2 separate regions of the Sus scrofa genome follow, and region 1 is linked to region 2. A link is a contact called in public Hi-C data. All regions are on one chromosome and are shown on one strand. Each heading gives the region's core, a stretch centred on a gene start, on an enhancer-like site or on the middle of the called end of the contact. The rest is flanking DNA. Distances are from core to core; before and after follow the strand shown.

The links. Hi-C and Micro-C count contacts between places; a contact is called where the count stands out from the background.
Region 1: a Hi-C map of liver shows a contact between it and region 2, with 2.8 times the contacts expected there. The contact joins two enhancer-like sites. A contact is called at or near these places in 1 of 47 Hi-C or Micro-C datasets (liver) and 1 of 2 datasets of contacts at active chromatin or transcription factors (skeletal muscle).

Annotation. Positions count from the first base shown.
Region 1 is chr1:16,678,113-16,683,920 of Sscrofa11.1, forward strand. No RefSeq gene overlaps it. Among named protein-coding and RNA genes, the nearest start is that of TAB2, 69 kb to the left of the region's middle. Within about 2 kb of position 3,114, at least 19 of the 83 cell types and tissues checked have an H3K27ac peak or open chromatin away from gene starts, as enhancers often do. A contact at or near this core is called in liver, where this site is marked.
Region 2 is chr1:16,499,070-16,505,584 of Sscrofa11.1, forward strand. No RefSeq gene overlaps it. Among named protein-coding and RNA genes, the nearest start is that of ZC3H12D, 39 kb to the left of the region's middle. Within about 2 kb of position 5,057, at least 26 of the 83 cell types and tissues checked have an H3K27ac peak or open chromatin away from gene starts, as enhancers often do. A contact at or near this core is called in liver, where this site is marked.

The DNA.
Region 1 (5,808 bases), core at 1,864-4,363, 180 kb after region 2:
TGGTAAGAAAAGCAAATACCTAAGACAGAAAGAAGGAACAGGGGAAACCGAAGAAAAGTGTCAGGAATGCCCAAATCCCAGATGAGCTGAGGGCTGCGAAAGGGGCTGAAGACTGGACTGGTCAGAAGTTCAAGGGGAAAGCTGGCATGATGAGAAAGCCCAGTGGTTAAAACATTGGCTTGTATGTCTTCCATATAAGGAGTACCATGCCCTGCAGTTGTTTGAGAATGGAATGAAATAAAGGGTATGAAGCACTTGGAACTGTGGCTAGACCGCAGTGGGAGGCACATATGAGGGCCTGAGGCCACCTGTGTCCTTGCAGGCACCAGGGACATGGCAGTGAACCAGGCGGGTGTAGTCCCCCTCACGGAGCTTCCATTCATGGGGGGAGAAGTACAGGCTACCATGAGAGTGGCAGGGGGTGTCGGGGAGAGAGAGCTCTTACCTGAGCAAGAGGGACTTAAACTGAGACCGTAAGAGGGGCATGGAGAGGACGTAGGAGCAGCGGGGGAGGGGAGCCTGCCGAGGTAAGGAACTGAAAGTCGGCCACACTGGGGGGCGTTGACAGCAGAGCCAGTGGCTTAGAGAAAGCAGAACTCTGGCCCTTTCTTTCTGTTTTGTTTTAGACTTTTTGGCCAATAAGAAATAATTGTTGTCGTCTCTGTGTCCAAATACCTGTCTACATGTCACACGTAAGACTTAGAATTTTGTTATTGTTGACATGGAAGAGGCCTTGATAGTGGAGAGGTGAAATCAAAAGAGAGCCTTGCTCTTCAAGAGGAGAGCAAGGTCCTTCCTTGAGCCTGCTGGCTCTTGTCAAACTGGCCAAGCTTCATGCCCTCGGAGCACCTGTCAAACTTGGGACTTCTTTGACGTCCTGACTTTTATTTTAAAAAGTTGCTGTTGGGAGTTCCCTGGTGGCTCAGCAGGTTAAGGATCTGGCGTTGTCTCTGCCTTGGCTCTGGTTACTGCTGTGGTTTGGTTCAGTCCCTGGCCCAAGAACTTTTGCATGCTGCGAGAGTGGCCAAAAAAAGTTGTCAAGCAGAAAACATAAGAACTTCCAATGAGTAGTCTTATAAAAAGCTTTGTTTCAGCAGTGCACACTAGGTATGTAGACTGAGAAAAATCATCCTGGAGAATGTGAGTTTACACTTACTGGAAACTGTTTCCCACAACGTGCCAGAAGTAGACTATGGAACATAATTACTTCTCTATGCCTGGACAGGCCATTTGTTTTTGGGAGCAAATTTTAGGCAGTCATTTCCCTGTGGGATAGGAGCACATCACTGATTTAAAAAAAAGTTCAGTGGCCACTGTATAACTTTTAATGTGTAAAGGCTCAAGAAAGGGGGATGGCTATGCAGAGAGATTTGTTGCAGCGTTGCTTGGAGAGCTGCAAAGCTGGAAGCCATCCATCAGGAGGGAAGGGTGAAGTACCAACAGTGTGGACACCGTGCTGAAGGGTAGACGGTGAAGGATACTTAAGTGGGCAAAGCAAGCGACGCAATAAAGGATGTGCTGCTTGCACAGTTGTCACAGGAGCGACCAATCGCCTCGAGTTTGTGCACAGGTATTGTTATCTCCTTGGACAAGCGTGGATAAAAGTATTACCTCCTCAGGAAAGTAAGGTTGGAAGGGTGTTAGGAGGAGAAATAACTTTTAATTGATGTAACTATGGGCTCTCTTCTTGAGTTAGACAAGTTTGCATTACTTCTGTAACGTGAAATTTGATTTTCTAAATACATTAAGGAAACAATTTGAACCAGATAGCAAAAGGAAGGAGAAACAAAGAAAAATGTCATGGTGCTGTCGCATCCTATAGTATAATATAAAACTACATTTTTTTGGGCATGCGGAAGTTTCCAGGCCAGGGATCGCGCCTGCATCAAAGCAGTGACAACTGTGGATTCTTAACCTCTGGGCCCCCAGGGAACTCCGAAACTGCAATTTAGAGTGATGTGCTGTGAGATAATGGCATCCAAGCTCTTCTGTCGTGAATGTTCAGGAGACTTAAACAACACGCCACGGTGATCTGATGGCCATGAGCCCTCTGGTCATCACCACGTGTGCCAAGGGGGCTCTTCGCCTGGTTTGAAAAGCCAAAGGCCCACTCCATCCAATCACCATCCACTTTCCGAAAGCTGAATCTTTCAGCTCCACTGACATGCACCCCGCCCTCCAATGTCACGCACTCCCTCTGTCACTTCCCAAAGTCCATGACTCGAACCCTCTCCCACAAAAGGCACTTCACACCTGCCTGGCAAACTCTTAGCATCTCGGTGAAGGGTGGGCCCCTGCAGCTGGATGCCTGAGCTCAAACACCAGCTCTGTGACTGGGAGCTCCAGGATTCATGCCCTCAGGTTACCCAAAGTCTAAGAGTGAGGGGTAAGGGTAGAAGTTTTCATCGAGAGAATCATGGACGAAATATACCCAGGACACTGTGCAGGCAGCTGAGGGAACAAGAAGGCAGGAGTCAAAAAGCCGTGTCCTGGGAAGAGGTGGTGCCCAGACGGACGAGGGAGATGAGTGGGAGGGAAGGCAAGCAGTGTCTATAGCAGGACATAGCAACTGGCTCCATCTCTCTGTGCTTTAAGACATAGGGATCATACTGGGTCTATACACAGGTCTTAGGAGAATGAAACAAGTTAATACATTAAAAAAGGTTTAGAGAAGAGGCTACATTGATGCTGGATGGGTGGAAAGAACCCTGGTTGGAGAAATCCCTATCAGAGACCCTTCTTTATTTAGGCTGTTTCCAAATACTCTAGGAAGCCTCAGTGCTAGTGTTTGCATATTGGTACACCTGGAAGTACTCACACGTTATGGGTATACAGTGCCTCATTTATTGTTCTTTATATAGTCACGTTCCAACTTAAATTGTGTGCTTCTCGGTGCATGGTGTGTATTTACCTTCTCTGATGTTTTATTCTGTTGCCCATTAAGAGAGCCTACGCCTGACTGTTTTGCCTAATGAGATGGGGGACTCCCGGAGGGAAGAAGCATAGAGTGATTTCTCTTGGGGTCTCCTAAAGACCGTGACCCCCATTTCAAGGGCTTGTTTTCAGAGTGCACAACATAATGAGAGAAAAGGAACTCACCCTTAAATGAAGAACCTTCGATCAGCTATGCCCAGGTCCACGTTTCAGTTTCATTTCCTTTCACCGACTCCTCCCCTTTGATGGTGTACCAAAGTGAAAACAATCAGGAGAGGTAGGATCCTTAAAATGAACTCTTAAAGGGACGTGGTTAGGAAGAGATTCCCTTCAAAGAACAGCCCTTTAGTTTCAGGGAACCCTTTCAGTCAAGCCAAAAGCTTGGGTTAAGTCAACAAGTTGCAAAGACAGATCATTCCTATTCTGTTTAAAGAGAAAACATCACATGATAGGGTAGAAGGGCTCCGATGAAGTGTCTCCTGTCTTTTAGGTTATGGGGGCGGGGAAAGGTTTGCGCAAACCTATTTCCGTTTCCTAGTACACAGAAACTAGATACAATATCAATCTGTTATAAATAAACATGATATCCCCTCCAACATTCGTCAGTGCTTCTGACCAGTCAACTTGATCCGTGCAAACGAGATGCCTTGAAAACCCTGTCCTGGATTTTAGAGCTGAAGAAGATATACTGATTATAAAAATATTTTTATGTCATTATATATCTTAATAAAACAACACTCATGTCTGGAGTGTACGTCAGTCTGGAAAGCCTGCCCAAAGCCAGATCTATTTATTTAAATCCGGAAAGGCAAACGGCCATGCTGGCAGCCTTTCAGCTCATCATGCTCTCATGGTTGAATGCAGATAATAATAATTGGGGTGCACCCCAGCAGATTTCTGAAAGGAGGGAATTAACCCCTATGTTTACGTTATGAATCAGCAGGGAACTATTTCAGACTCTGAGACCGACAGCAGGCACAGCTGATTCTTCTCTTTAGACTTCAAACACACGTGGAGTTCTTACTGGAGTTTCAGACTCCGATTCTAATTTCTGGGAATGCCACTTTATAACGAAGTGATGAAAGGGCTGGGTTCCCAGCGTTAACAGTTGGCTGTTCCTCCTGAGGAAGAGACCTGGCCACCCTTGGATGGTTTGTCCAGGAATTTAATGGCTCCTCTTGGTCTAACAGTCTCCTGGAGAGGAGATGGGCCATCCTAATGTCAGACCATTTTCTCCAAGGCAAAACAGCCCCAGACCAGAAGCTCGCCCCAAGAGAAGCGTTACATGGTCCCCAAGAAAATGGTGTTTATTTCACATCAGAAGTTCTCTTAAACCATTCATTTGGGGACACTCCAACTTTGTTGGCAGCTCAACCCCAGAGGAAATGTCTCCTGCTGGGGATTGTAGATGTTATTAAATCTTCAATTTACTTTCATCGGGAGAAATTCGCTTCTTATTTACTCAAGGACAACTTTAGGTACCTTGGCATAACACACACTAACTGCTATGGATTGAACATTTGTGTACCCCCCAAATTCCTATGTTGAAGGCTTAACCCCCAAGGTGATGGTATTTGAAGGTGAGGCCTTTGGGAAGTAAAGTTTAGGTAAAATAAGGAGTATGGGGCCCCAATAATGGAGTGAGTGCCCTTATAAGACGAGGAAGAGAGCAGTAGGTTAAAGGATCGGATTTAGTCCTTGGCCCGGGAACTTCCATATGCCATGGGTGTGGCCATTAAAAAAATTAATAAAAACAACAAAAAAAGGAGTTCCCTTTGTGGCTCAGTGGTTACCACACCCAACTCGTATCCATGAGGACACAGGTTTGATCCCTGGCCTTGCTCAGTGGGTTAAGGATCCGGCATTGCCGTGAGCTGTGGTATAGGTCGAAGATGCGCCTTGGATCCCATGTTGCTGTGGCTGTGGCATAGGCCAGTGGCTACAGCTCCTATTGGACCCCTAGCCTGGGAATCTCCATATGCTATAGGTTCATCCCTAAAAAGATAAAAGACCAAAAAAAAAAAATTAAGAAAAAAAGAAGAGGAAGAAACTAGGATGCTCTCTCTCTGTCTTCCCCCCTCTCTTTCTCTCTCTCTCCCCTCCACCATGTAAGGATGCAGCAAGAAGACTGCTGTCAGCAAGCTGAGAAGTGGTTCTCAACAGACACCGAATCTGCGGGCATCTTGATCTTGGACTTCTCAGCTTCCAGGACTGTGCGAAATAAATGTGTGCCGTTTCAGCAGCCCCGTCTATGGTCTTTTCTTATAGCGGCCCAAACAGGCAACAAGCCAGTAAAAATAAATAGCAAAAAAAAGTGGTTCATTTAGATTTCAAAATGCAAATTGGTTTTGATTTATATTTTAAAACTACTTCTTATGGACATTAGCATTCATGGGACCAAGGGTGATATTTATCTCAAACCTTAAGTGACTCTTGTGGTATTATATTCCTGTGGGGGAGGAAAAAAAAGAATTAACCAAATTGGATAAAGGTGATTATTGGGTCGAATATGACTAGAGACCAAAGACTAGAACTGGCGTCGTCAAGCGGATTGTGTAAATTTAAGCCTGGTCTCTGCAAGAGCCTTGTTTGAATACAGATCTGTTTAACTGGCCGGAAGGAGGCATGAGTTGGGTAGGGACCCAACCACTGCACAGAGATTAGTTTATCAGTTTCCTAACGGAAAGCGGAGCACAGGCAGATGGTATGTGATAGGGAAGATGACTGAAGAAAGAAGCCTGGGGCAGGCGGCAGAGGATGTGGTACCTGAGGAAGACCTCAGGGCCTCCAGGAGCGCTTCTGAGCCATGCAGAGAAGAGGCGCCGGTGAGAAGGCAGGTCAGCTTCAGGTCAAATTTGCTTCTTCCCTGTTCTT
Region 2 (6,515 bases), core at 3,807-6,306:
GCTGAGGTTATGGCTGCTTTAGTCTGTGTTATTTCCCACTTTGGGTGGCGGGGGTGGGGGGGTGGCAGGGAGAGAACTGGAATTCACCTTTTCCCCGAGAAGCAGCAAAGCCCAAGGAGAGGACCTGCCTTTGCTGGATGTTCTGCAGGCTGTTCCCAAGAACACAGGCAGAGTCCCCCTCACTCAGATCTGAGGCTCCCAGGGCTGTATCATGTTTGCTACTTGGTGGAGCTTTCCCAGAGGCCTCTGGAAGGTGGTTTGAGACACAAGAGCAGAATGCTGCGGGTTGGGCCCTAGAGGCGAGGGAAGCCACTTATGTTGGCATTGTTCCAGATCAAATGAATCTCTGCTCTCAAGATTTTACACAGAGCTCAGAGGAGGAGCAAAGATCTGACTTCCAGCTGGCACGAGGATGGCTCTCTGCCTCTGGGAGAAAAGTCTCCTGTGGGAGGGAAAAGCACAGGAGGGGATGGTGAGTGGAAGAGTCATTAAGGAATGGTGATGGGGAGGGGGCTCTGAGAACTGGAGGAAGGAATTGGAATCAGAAATCCCACCATGAGGAGTTCCCGTCATGGCGCAGCGGAAACGAATCTGAGCAGGAATCATGAGGTTGTGGCTTCAATTCCTGGCCTGGCTCAGTGGGTTAAGGGTCTGGCGTTGCCATGAGCTGTGGTGTAGGTTGCAGACTCGGCTTGGATCTGGGGTTGCTGTGGCTCTGGCGTGGGCCGACAGCAACAACTCCGATGGGCCTGGGAACTTCCATATGCCTCGGGTGCAGCCTTTAAAAAAAAAAAAAAAAAAAAAAAAAACATTTAAGCAGCTGCAGAAAAATCCTGGGAAGAATTCTGATTGGCCTGACTTGGATCATGTGTCCACCCCAACCAGACACTGAGAGGTCCAGCTGGTCTCAGGCCCACCTCTGGCCAGCATGAGGGCTGCACTGACTGTCAACTCACATGTGAATCCTCAGGGTTTGTGAGGAGTTGTTAGGGGTGGTGAGCAGTTCCTTTGAAGAAGTGGGAACAGTGTTCAGGCAGACAGAACAGCTACCTTATGCACAGCAAAGCCAAGCTGCTGACACTGGGTTGTGGTGAAAGAAAGTACAGTGTTCACTGCAGGGCACCAGGCAAGGAGAACGGGTAGCTCGGGCTCAAAAGACCTAAACTCCCAGTGGCTTTCAGGCAGGATTTTTTAAGGCAACATTAGGGGTGAGGGTTTTAGGGTCCATATCAGCTTGTGTGCAGTATTTTGATTGGTTAGAGGTGAGGTAACAGGTGATGTTTCGAGAATCTCAGTCATCAACTTTCTGGTCCCACCAGTCTATGGTCCACGTGTGTGTGGTTGGCAGTTTTCACCTGGTGGGGCCCTGGCTTCCGTAAAAACAACTTAAAAATGTGAGTCAGAAGCTTATCTATAACCCTCAAGGAGAAACGAGGAGTCTTGTGATTCTTTTTATGGCTGACTTATTATTTAGGTTATTATTGCTTTTTTGCTTGACCGCTTTTCCTTTGTTTCTGCTTTTCCATTTCTCTAATCATTAACTGCTTGAGTCTGTTGTCTGTTTTTGGTTTTTTTTTTTTTTTTGCTTTTTAGGGTGCCATGTGTGACATATATAAGTTCCCAGGCTACAGGTTGAATCGGAGCTGCAGCTTCCAGCCTACACCACAGCCACAGCTCACGACAATGCCAGATTCTTAACACACTGAGTGAGGCCAGGATGGAAGCTGCATCCTCATGGCTACTAGTCAGTCTTGTTACCACTGAGCCAAAATGGGAACCCCTTGAGACTGTTCTTTGGAACTCGGGGAAAGCCTAGGAGACCAAAGCTTTTCTATAAGCAAGAAGTGGGGGAAAACAGGAGGTCTGTCCCTGGGGAATTCTCTGTAGGGTCCAGCTGGGTTTCAAGTGCACCAGACCTTAGGATGGCCCCATTCTCCTCCACCCCCCAATGCTGGCCCCACCTGAGATGGGAGCTGTGTGTTTATTCGCTGCTCCCTTCATTGCATCCACAGACAGCTGTCTGTGGGAGGAAGTTGGAAGGGGCTGCTGCTACAGCGCCCGAGGTATCATTGTGTTGATCTTGCTAGTCCTGGGACTGTGGCCAGATGAGCACCTAGGTGGGAGACTGCCAAACCCCTGTGGGGGAGGAAGTGGCTCTTCAGAGTCTAAAGGTGACCTGGTTCCCTTTCAGTCACTTTTGAGCCGATGCCCTCAGGAAGCTCTCTGGATCACGACAGCTCAGCCCAGCATCTGGCAGCCAGGCTGAAAATGAAGGGTCGAAGGTCTGACCCAACTTGGTAATTACTTTAATCTGAATTCCTGAGGAAACAACGTCACCTCTCTGTCCTCATGGAGGAATGACGCACCTATCCCCCTGCCCAGAAACAGGAAGGGTGCTGCGGAACTAAACAGAGGCAGATGGGCACAGCACTCAGAAACCAGCTGGATGCTGTATTTACTGACCCCATGACTGACAGACACCGACCGGCCGGCTGACTGACCATGATTGATGGGTTGACTGACACTGACTGACAGACACTAAGAGGCTGACTAACAGATGCTGACTGACAATGATTGACAGATTGACACCAAGAGACATCAGCACGCTGACTCTGACTAACAGGTTCTGATGACTGACACTGGGTGACTGACTCTGACTAACAGGTTCTGACTGACTGACTGACATCTACTGGTTGACCAGCAGACACTGACGGACACTGACTGGCTGAATGAGAAGATGACAACTGTGGTCAGGGCCTGTAGCTGTGGGGAGTGATGACTCAAATAGGATTGGAAAACCGCAATAGTGTTGATTTTATCTGAAGTCACCTTGCCCTTGTCTTCAAGTGTCTGCTTGATTACGACCAGCCACAGTAAGCCTTGAAGAGTTTCACGGCTGCCATTCCTGATGAGGCAGGCTGTGGAGGCATTTTTTTTCTCCAGAGGAAGAATGAGAAGCACAGGATGGAGACAGGACGTCTCTCCTTATGGCAGTGTGTTCTCCAGACGGGCCCCTTTCTCTCTCTCTTTCGGGGGCCAGACATTTCCTGCCTGCTCCACGGTGCTCTGGCTCTGAATGGTCACTGGTGGCTCCTATCCCAGCTCTTTCCTTGTCATTAAGCTGGATGTCCCTAACAAGATGCACACCCTTCCATGGTTGGGATTCTGTCTTTAACCTTGTCTCTCCATCAGCCCAGAGCCCAGGCAGGCAGGGCCAGCAAGGTTATGTTACAGAAACAAAATGGTCCCCACCCCCCAATGAAATCACAGAGTTCATTTCGCTATGTGCTCTGTGTCCATGGTAGGTTGGCTGGACTCTGAGTGCAGAGACCGCTCTCAGATGGCCAGGTTCACTGCTGTTCACATTTCATTGGCCAAAACAAGGGACATGGTAACACCTAACTCCCTTGGGGCAGGAAAATGCAGTCCTACTGTATGTCGGCCTATGAGAAGCCTGTTTGGAGAATAGCAGTACGACCATTTGCTTGTGGTTTAGAGAGAAATGTTTCTTGTTTGAAGACCTCATTGGAAGGAATGAGTCGATGCAGGCTACATCCATTTAAGAGAATACTGAAAGCAAAACAAACAGACAAAAAGCACACTGTAAGCCACTGAAACCGTATCTTAGGAGGGTGTTAATGGCAGAAAATGTGGAGTGTACATTGAAAAGTAGGTTATAAAAAAGAATGTATCAGAGTTCCTGCTGTGGCGCCTTGGGTTAAGAATCTGGTTGCAGCGGCTTGGGTCACTGCAGAGGTGCAGGTTCTGGCCCCAGCTCAGCAGCAGCATAAGTGGCAGCTGTGGCTTGGATTCAATCCTCTGGTCCAGGAACTTCCATATGCTGTGGGTGCAGTCACTAAAAAAAAAAAAAAAAAAAAAAAAAAAAAAAAAAAAAAAAGAAAAGAAAAGAAAAAAAAGACTGCAACATATGATCTCTTTTTTTGGTTTGAAAAATACACGTTTCCAGCAAAGAACCAAAGAAAATTTACTCACAGATCAAGAGAATATATCTGGGCAGGGAGATTATGATTACAGGTGACCCTCTCTCTTTGGTTCCTATACTTTTCTAAATCTTCTACAGCTAGTAACTTTGGTAACAGAAAGAAAAAAAATTCCTTGCTAAACAAACAAAATTCCTTGCCTTCAAAAAATAATAAAATACACATTCATTATAGAAGATGCAGAAAATGCAGGCATCTTGAATTGACATCTGATAATACCAAGCTGTAGATCCTTCCAGACCTCCTTCTGTACATGCATGCATATTTATTTATTTATTATTATTATTATTATTTTTGCTGTTTTTTCAGGGCCACACCCTTGGCATATGGAGGTTCCCAGGCTAGGGGTCCAATCAGAGCTACAGCTGCCATCCTACACCACAGCCACAGCAACATCAGACCCCAGCCCCGTCTGCGACCTACACCACAGCTCACAGCAATGCCAGATCCTTAATCCACGGAGTGAGGCCAGGGATCGAACCCGCAACCTCATGGTTCCTAGTCGGATCGCTTCTGCTGCGCCACGACAGGAACTCCCACCTGCATATTTAAATAAAAGAAAATCCTCCAGGGCTAGAGGCCGGGTAGCACTAGGCTGATGTCAGTCTGGTGAGCATCCTGGGCAGGCCCTGGTCCCCAGGAAGTTGGAAGGATCTTGAGAGGCACCATCCCCCACCCCGCACAATCGCCTGTCTGCTGGCTGCAGCGGCTGTTTGGCCAAGACCCATCGTCTCAAGGCACCCCAGGCACGAACACTTAGATCTGGGAGGGACCTACTGCAGGGCGAGCGGGCCGCTCTCACTGCGGAGGCCTCTGGGACCTACCGCCTGGGAGAGGAGGGAGATGGACATTTCCCATTCTCTGTTTGTGTTCTTTGAGTTGATTCAGCTCCAGGGAATTTTTTTGGTCAATTCCTGTTTTAAAATAACTCTTCATGATGGGTTTGGTGTAAATACAGTTGATTTATGGCTCCGCTGACCTTTGATTTGTTGGCACAGCCCTGCCCGGGGCCCGGGGCTTTCCTCGGCTTGTTTACCCGGAGTGAGCTAGGAGCCGCTGAGCCAAGGAGGGTTCCCTTTTGCTTCCGCCCCAGGTCCTGACCGTGTGGCCCCTGCCCTCAGGGTTCACACCCCGGTCAGAGCTCAGCCTCATCTCAGACAGAGTGGCAGTTATCCTTTGGACTCCCTGGACCTCGTCACTCATCGTCTCTAGCTTTTAACCCCTTTCCAGAAACCTCCAAGGAGACTGACCAGGGCTTGTCGCATGGCATGGCTGCCGCTGGCTCCTGCCCGCTCCTTGCTGGGGGCTGAGCCAAAGGGATTCTGATGGGTTAGCCTGTGACAGAGTCTCTGAGCACAGCCAGGGCCTGTGGCCCCCTGGACCCTGGGACTCAAGCCTCCTTCTTGGGGTGAGGGCTGTGCTAGAGTCACTGCCTCTGGTGGGAGGACTCAGTGCTTCTCCATCCAGAGGGAGCCCGAAGGATACTCCTTCCTGGGAGGCTTGCTCAAGGCAGAGTTTTCAGATCCAAGACCATTCCAGGCAGGGATGGACAGTTGTTTTCTTTGTGAAGCAGAAGCAGAAGGCATGGCTGTCTGCTGGGACTGCTGGGGGGATGAGGATTTTCACATAAACTTTTTCCTTTTTATGGCCACACTTGCGACATATGGAAATTCCAGGGCCAGGGGTCAAATTGGAGGTGCAACTGCAGCCTACGCCACAGCCAGAGCAACATCGGATCTTAGCCACATCTTCAACCTACACTGCAGCTTGTGGCAATGCCCGATCCTTAACCCACTGATCAAGGGCAGGCGTCAAACCCACATCCTCACAGGGACATCAGGTCCTTAACCTGCTGAGTCACAACAGGAACTCCAACACATAAATTTTTATAGCAGATTTATTTGTGATAGTCAAATACTGGAAACACCCTGAATGTCTATTATCAAGTGACTGAATAAACAGCTTGTAGCGTAACCATGCAATGGAGTGCCACTCAGCCGTGTAAAGGAAAGAACGGTGTAAAAGCAGGTGTAACATGAATTAATTTCAAAATAGTGATGCCGAGTCAAAGAAGTCCATCAAACAGGAAAAGCTACTGTATGATTCCATTTCTGTAAAACTCTAGAAAATGTAATCTGATTTCTGGTGCCAGTTGGGAGAAGTAAGGGGGGGATGACTAAAGGCTACAGGGCGTGATGAGAATGTTCTAAATTTGATCATGACGTTGGTTGTACAACTCTGTGCATGTACCAAAAACTGTTGCGTCATATACTTTAAATGGGCGGCTTGTAGGTATGTGTATTATACCTCAATAAGCTGTTACAAAAGCAATAAGAAAAGGAAAAGAATGGAAGCCGGTCTGAGGGACAAATCTTCCTGTATCTCTCTGTGGAGCAGGGACCACACTGCAGAAACATGTGGCTGGCTCGGAGTTCCTGTCGTGGCGCAGCAGAAACGAATCCGACTAGGAACCTTGAGGTTGCGGGTTCAAGCCCTGGCCTCGCTCAGTGGGTT